2 separate regions of the Sus scrofa genome follow, and region 1 is linked to region 2. Evidence: chromatin contacts called from public HiChIP or PLAC-seq data. All regions are on one chromosome and are shown on one strand. The core of a region is the stretch at or near the end of the contact, and the rest is flanking DNA. Distances in the headings are between cores, read along the strand shown.

Region 1 (3,715 bases), core at 1,007-3,506, 150 kb after region 2:
GAACTTCTGTTCTTACTTCTTTGATTTGGTGTAGATCTAGAGGCTATCTGTTACTAAAGCAGTATTTTTATTTTATTTTTTAAAATTTATTTATTTTTATTCTATGAGACTTTTATAACCATGAGAGCAAAACAGAAATAAGGTAGTAAAATTTAAATAAGAGCTAACTTCTCTAATACAAATAAATACATGCACAAATCCTATGAAAATGTAGTTAATTTTACCTAGAAATACATTAAAATCCATGGTAAATTAAGTTCAACTCAGAAATACAAAGACATTGGGAAATATGAGGAGTTACCCAATAGATCTAATAATTACCATACTTTCAAAATGTAAAGAAACAAACATAAAATCTTATGGAAAAGACAACTAGAAAAGTGCAGCAGGCACTGAAACCAGAAATAGACACATATTTGGAAACTTCTTTGCAGAGAAATTTTTCAAAATCCATAAACCTGTGTGTTACATTAATTCTACCACATTTTAGTTATATATCAGGTTAAATATGAACTTGAATAGTCCTTGTTCACATCTGCAACACTTTTCAACACTGTTTATAATAACAATACAGAATAATAGAAATTTTTGTATGGAAAAATAAGAGTACATTGTGATATTTTACTTTGTGGAAAATCTTGGAACACTTAAAAGCAATAAACATGAAATTTATAAATAAATATCAAAGATACATTGACAAATACAACGCTAAGTTGTAAAATCATGTAGTATTTAACTCTTAACACTTTGAAATCCTAAAGACCACAATATTTTTATAGTGGTTTCATACGCATACTAAATATATCAACATATTGTTGAGAAATACAAAATATTCACATGTCCTTTGTGTAGGGCAAATGGAAAAAGCATTGAAGAGTTTTATAAAAAGGAATTCAATATTAATTGCCTTTATTTATAAAAATGAAGAAAATAAAACTAATTTCTGGATAGTGCATAGCATTTCATTATATATTTCTCTGTGTACTTTGTGGCTTAATTTTCTTAAAATTAAAATATGATAAGAAAAAAATCATTCCATATGAAGTACAGGTAATAATTGATGAAAAAAACTCCATGTTAGAAGTTGTAGCAATGATTTAGGTGAAGACTCGAACTTACAAAGTTGTTTGGGATTTGTAACTGGGCGGGTAAAGCAGTATTTTTAGAAACATTGATTTCAAGAGTTGAGTAGTCTTAAATATTCCAAATATTTGATAGTTCTCTCTCTCATTGCAAAACAAAACAAAATGCAAGTATACACAAAATCCCTTCAAGACACTAAGAAATTTACTATTTCCATAATCCTATGCCAGAATAAAGCTCTACCTTTAAACACAATCCTTTATACATAATTTTTAATGTATATAGGACAAAGTACATATTTTAAAAAATTATAGCTCACTGTTTTGTTTTTTATATCATAATTTATTCCTTTCAGAGAATTTTTTCTCAATATTGAATGAATATATGAATTCAATTAATGAATTTGTGATTGAATTGTACTCTTTTTTTTTTTTCCTTTTTCTTTTTTCTTTTTTTTGCTTTTTAGAGCCACACTCACGGCATATGGAGGTTCCCAAGCTAGGGATTTAATTGGAGCTGTAGCCACTGGCCTACACCACAGCAACGCCAGATCCGAGCTGCGTCTGTGGATCTTTAATCCACTGAGCAAGGCCGGGGATTGAACCCACAACCTCATGGTTCCTAGTCGGATTTGTTTCCACTGTACCATGACGGAAACTCCAGAATTGTACTCTTTTTGTATTTTTTGATATAAATGGCAGCATGCTTCTTTGTTGAAAGAAAATTAGAAGAGCAGAAAAACTAGGAGAGAAGAGAAATGCAGATAATTTGTTCTGTGCTCATGGATTCAGAATTTGTGAACTAGTCCAAGTCATTTTGAATTATCATTTTAAAAGAAAATTGTGTCATATGGGAGTTCCCGTCGTGGCGCAGTGGTTAACGAATCTGACTAGGAACCATGAGGTTGCGGGTTCCGTCCCTGCCCTTGCTCAGTGGGTTAATGATCCGGCGTTGCCGTGAGCTGTGGTGTAGGTTGCTGACACGGCTCGTATCTCGCGTTGCTGTGGCTGTGGTGTAGGCCGGTGGCTACAGCTCTGATTCAACCCTTAGCCTGGGAACCTCCATATGCCATGGGAGCGGCCTAAGAAATAGCAAAAAGACCAAAAAAAAAAAAAAAAAAATTGTGTCATATGCAGTATGACATGCAATAAAGCTTAAGATATTTCTAAAGAACTTTGGAGTTCCTGTTGTGGCTCAGTGGTTAATGAATCCAACTAGGAACCATGAGGTTGCAGGTTTGATCCCTGGCCTTGCTCAGTGGGTTAAGAATCCGGTGTTGTCATGAGCTGTGGTGTAGGTTGCAGATGCGGCTCGGATTCCGCATTGCTGTGGCTCTGGCGTAGGCTGGAGGCTACAGCTCCGACTGTACCCCTAGCCTGAGAACGTTCATATGCAGGAAGAGTGGCCCAAGAAAATGGCAAAAAGACAAAGAAAAAATGAACTTTGGCTTAGACCTTGGTTTGATTTCAGAGCCTTTTACTCGGGTAGTTACCTCAACCTCACTAAGCCTTAGTTAATGCTCTTTAAATATAGGCTACTGTGTATCTGAAGTTTTTGTTAGATGATGCATATATAATGCATGCCATATAGTACTTGACCTGTTGTTCAATAATAATTATTAATATAAATAATTCATTTATCCATAAATTATTATTTTGCATATTTTGATAGATCCTCTTATAAGAGTTTTTTGGGGAACAAATAGTGTTTCTTTTGGAAAATAATAATTAAGCTGTTTAGCTTCCTTCCTACAGTTAGAATGGATGAGTTGAGATTTTTTTGAAAAATTGTAGTAATTGTTTTGTCCTTTAAAATAATGTTCTCTTTCATCAAACTTTAAGTAACTGTGTTCTTTGAATGAAAATTACCCTACTCATGATACAGGGAAGCATTTTACATGGTTTAGCTCTCTTTATTCATTGTCAGCAGAAACTTGGTTGGTTAATACATGCTTGCCCTTTTGTTCTTCTCATCGCTTAGACCACTTGCTATAACTTACTTATCTGTGTACAACCTAAATTTATTCAAATACAATTTACTAGCTATTCTGTCAATAAGTATGCCTTTCTGTATGGCTTTCAGTTTCTAATTATATAAGATTGATTTAGTTACCCAGTGTGTGTATGCTTTTAGCATCAAAACTAGAATTGAGCTTATTGAAACACATCCTCAAGGAACGTATATCACTTGAGTGTTTGTTCTCCTGAACATTTTCCCCCCTTAGTTTGCGTATTAACAGAGTTTGTACAATTGAATTATTATTTCTGCTTGAAATTGTTTTTTCTTTTTTATGGCCACACCTTCGGCATATGAAATTTCCTGGGTTACAGGTGGAATTGGAGCTGCAGCTGCTGGCCTGCATCACAGCTATAGCAATGTGGAATCCAAGCTGGATCCTTAGCCCACCGAGTGAGGCCAAGTATCGAACCTGCTTTCTGTGGATACTAGTCAGGTTCTTAACTCACTGAGCCACAACAGGAACCCCTGCTTTAAATTTTTAAACATACGGATTTGTTTAATTAAAAGGGAATTCCATTAATTGATTTGAGAAGCTCTCACAGCTAAGTGGTAGTCATATAAATTGATCTTCTTTACCAAAAGCAGTGGTTGCTAATGTATACAGAATGATGGA
Region 2 (3,561 bases), core at 129-2,628:
TCACAGTTTCTTCCCACAGATAGGCAGATTTTTTTTTCTTAGACTACTTTACTCCAAATGGAGAAATCAGTTGGAAAATGAAAAATTAGGATAGCTTATTGTTTTGATCAATGTCTAGGGCAAGATAAAAACTTAGGTAACTGCATAGTCTCAAAAAAAATTCATCGTTAAAAGTCTTTTAGTTTTTTAAAAATAAAAAGGCAATTGCTAGAGTTCAAGTTGTTTCGCAGCGAAAAAAGAATCCAACCAGGAATCATGAGGTTGTGGGTTCAATCCCTGGCTTTACTCAGTGGGTTAAGGATCTGGCATTGCTGTGAACTGTGGTGTATGTTGCAGACGCTGCTTGGATCCACCATTGCTATGGTTGTGGCATAGGCTGGCAGCTACGGCTCTGATTACACCCCTAGCCTGGGAATCTCCATGTGCCACAGGAGCGGCCCTAGAAAAGGCCAAGAAAAAAAAAAAAGACAAGATGGCTGCTCAAATTCTAGTCGTCAAGGTGGCATTCTAGATAGGAAGAGGAGGAAATGTACGAACGCCACAGCCCTCCTTTTTTTTTTTTTTTTTTTTTTTTTTTGGCATTTCTTGGGCCGCTCCCGCTGCATATGGAGGTTCCCAGGCTAGGGGTCTAATCGGAGCTGTAGCCACCAGCCTATGCCAGAGGCACAGCAATGCGGGATCCGAGCCGAGTCTGCAACCTACACCACAGCTCACGGCAACACCAGATCGTTAACCCACTGAGCAAGGGCAGGGACCGAACCCGCAACCTCATGGTTCCTAGTCGGATTCGTTAACCACTGCGCCACGACGGGAACTCCCACAGCCCTCCTTTTTAAGGAAACTTCTAGGAAATTCCTTATGAGAAACACTTGTGGTCATGCTTAACCTCAGGGAGGCTAGGAAATGTGGTTCTTCAAGGAAGCACATTGTTATCCCCAGCAAAATGGAGTATGAATTACTGTGGAGGAAGGAGCCATTTGTGTTTGGATAGGCAACTAAATACGGCTACTATACAGAGAAAATAATGTGAATTTGTGTTTATAGTCTGCTATTGCAGTTGGGTAAGAAATCATCCCAATATCACTAATGAACTTCATAAAATCAGTTCCTAGAAATTTCACAAGAGTTCTCTTTTAGTTAAGGTTAATAAATATAAATCATAAACCAATGTTTGGTTGTAGTTAGGCATGAAAATAGTTTTTTCAAAAATATTGTATACTTTTTCTAAAAGAGATTCACAGTTACCTTGATATACACAAGATGGTTACTTTGGCTATATTAAAAATATCTTTTTGCTACAGCTGTGGCATATGGAAGTTCCTGGGCCAGGGACTGACTCTGAGTCACAGCTGTGACCTATGCTGAAGTTGTGGCAGTACCACATCCTTTAAGCCACTGCGCCAGGCTGGGGATTGAACCTGCACCTCTGCAGTGATCTTGAGCCACTACAGTCAGATTATTAACCCACTGTGCCACAGTAGAAACTCCTAAGGGATTATTTTGGTTTACATGGATTCTTCCATTAATACATAAATTTTTGATTATCTTTATTGAGGTATGTTACATAAAATAAAATTTACCCATTTTAAACAAGTCCAGATTTATGAGTTTTGACAAATGTGTAGTCTGAAACCAGCTCCTACTTCTAGGCAACCATTGATCTGCTGTTATTGTACACTCATTTTGCTTTTCTAGAATATTTTATAAATGGAATCATAATGAATCATGGGAAGTATAGATTTTGCTTTAAAAATTTTTATTGGATTTACAATGTTGTGTTAGTTTCAGGTGTACAGCACAGTGAATCAGTTATACATATATCCATTCTTTCTCAGATTCTTTTCCCTATATTACAGAGTATTGAGTAGATTTCCCTGTGCTACACAGTAGGTCCTTGTATAGTCATATGTATATGTTAATCCCACCTTCCTAATTTATCCCTCCCCTCAGAATTTCCCCTTTGCTAACCATAAATTGGTTTTGAAATCTTTGAGACTGTTTCTGTTTTGTGAATAAGTTCTTTTGTATCATTGTTTAAATTAGATTCCGCATATTAGTGAACTCATAGACTTCACTTTATAAAGCACTGCTAAACTTTAACGAAAGTACCATTTTACATTCCTACCAGCTATCTGTGAGCTCTGATTGCTGTTTCAGGGTAGCAAAGGTTTTCTCTGATGATTTCTTCCGGAAGTATCATAATGTTCATTATTAGGTTTAGGTCTATTATTAAGTGATCCATTTTGAGTTAATCTTTTTGTGTGATGTGAGGTAAGGGTTGAAGTTCTTTTTGCACATGGGATATGTAATTGTTCTAACATCATTTGTTGAAAATACTGTTTTTCTTATCACTGTCAAAAATCAACTGAATGTATTGTGTGTATGTGTATGCATGGATAGTTTTCTGGATTATATATTCTGTTCCTCTGCTCTGTAGTTCTCTTATGCCAATACCACACTGTCATGATTACTGAAATTTTATAATATGTCTTCAAATCAGGGTAAATTCTCCATTTTTTTTTTTTTTCCTCAAAATTGGTTTGGCTCTCCTGGGTTCTTTGCATTTCAGTATGTTTTAGAATCAACTTGTCGGTTTGTTTAAAAAAAAAAAAAAAAAAACCTGCAGGGATTTTATTGTGATTTTGTTGAGTCTGTAGATGAAGTTGGGGAGAATTGACAGGTTAACAGTTTTAGATATTCCAGGCCATGAACATGTTCTAGCTTGAATTTCTTTCAGCATTATAGTTTTTGGTGTATAATTCTGGAACAGGTATTACCAGATTTAGCCTTAAGTAGTTCATGTTTTCAGTGCTGTTATATGTGGTATTGCTTTTATTTTTTTAAATTTTTATTATTATTATTTTTTTTGTCTTTTTGCTATTTCTTGGGCCGCTCCCACGGCATATGGAGATTCCCAGGCTAGGGGTCCAGTTGGAGCTGTAGCCATCGGCCTACACCAGAGCCACAGCAACGCAGGATCCGAGCCGTGTCTGCAGCCTACACCACAGCTCACGGCAACACCGGATCCTTAACCCACTGAGCAAGGGCAGGGACTGAACCCGCAACCTCATGGTTCCTAGTTGGATTCGTTAACCACTGCGCCATGACGGGAACTCCGGTATTGCTTTTAAATATTATTTTTAAACTGTTCACTGCTAGTATGTAGAATATAATTTTTATATATTTATCCTACATACTGTAACTTGCCTAAATTCAGTTACAGTTGATCCTTAAACAATGTGGAGATGAGTATAAATTATAGACAGTCCCCCAGGCCCCGCAGTTCCTCCATATCCATAGTTTGCACCTGCAGATTCAACCAACCATGGATTGTGTAGTTCTGAAGTATTAAAAAAAATCTCTAAGTAGACCTGCACAGTCCGAACCTGTGTTTTCGAATGTCAGCTGTATTTGTTTTAGTAGCTTTTCTGAAGTCTTTTACTTTTTGTAAATGTACATGATGATGGGAGTTCCTGTTGTGGCTCAGCGGTTAACGAACCCAAGGATGGCCCTTGAGGATGTGGGTTCCATCCCTGGCCTTGTTCAGTGGGTTAAGGATCT

The links. HiChIP or PLAC-seq counts read pairs in DNA pulled down with a chosen protein or histone mark.
Region 1: a contact with region 2 is called in an H3K27ac HiChIP or PLAC-seq map of alveolar macrophages. The contact joins two enhancer-like sites. A contact is called at or near these places in 1 of 47 Hi-C or Micro-C datasets (embryonic fibroblasts) and 1 of 2 datasets of contacts at active chromatin or transcription factors (alveolar macrophages).

The regions. Positions count from the first base shown.
Region 1 is chr14:36,227,850-36,231,564 of Sscrofa11.1, forward strand. All of the region lies in intron 3 of MED13L (mediator of RNA polymerase II transcription subunit 13-like), which reads left to right. Among named protein-coding and RNA genes, the nearest start is that of MED13L, 170 kb to the left of the region's middle. Within about 2 kb of position 2,257, at least 1 of the 83 cell types and tissues checked has an H3K27ac peak or open chromatin away from gene starts, as enhancers often do. A contact at or near this core is called in alveolar macrophages, where this site is marked.
Region 2 is chr14:36,080,688-36,084,248 of Sscrofa11.1, forward strand. The region is part of intron 1 of MED13L (mediator of RNA polymerase II transcription subunit 13-like); the gene reads left to right. Among named protein-coding and RNA genes, the nearest start is that of MED13L, 21 kb to the left of the region's middle. Within about 2 kb of position 1,379, at least 1 of the 83 cell types and tissues checked has an H3K27ac peak or open chromatin away from gene starts, as enhancers often do. A contact at or near this core is called in alveolar macrophages, where this site is marked.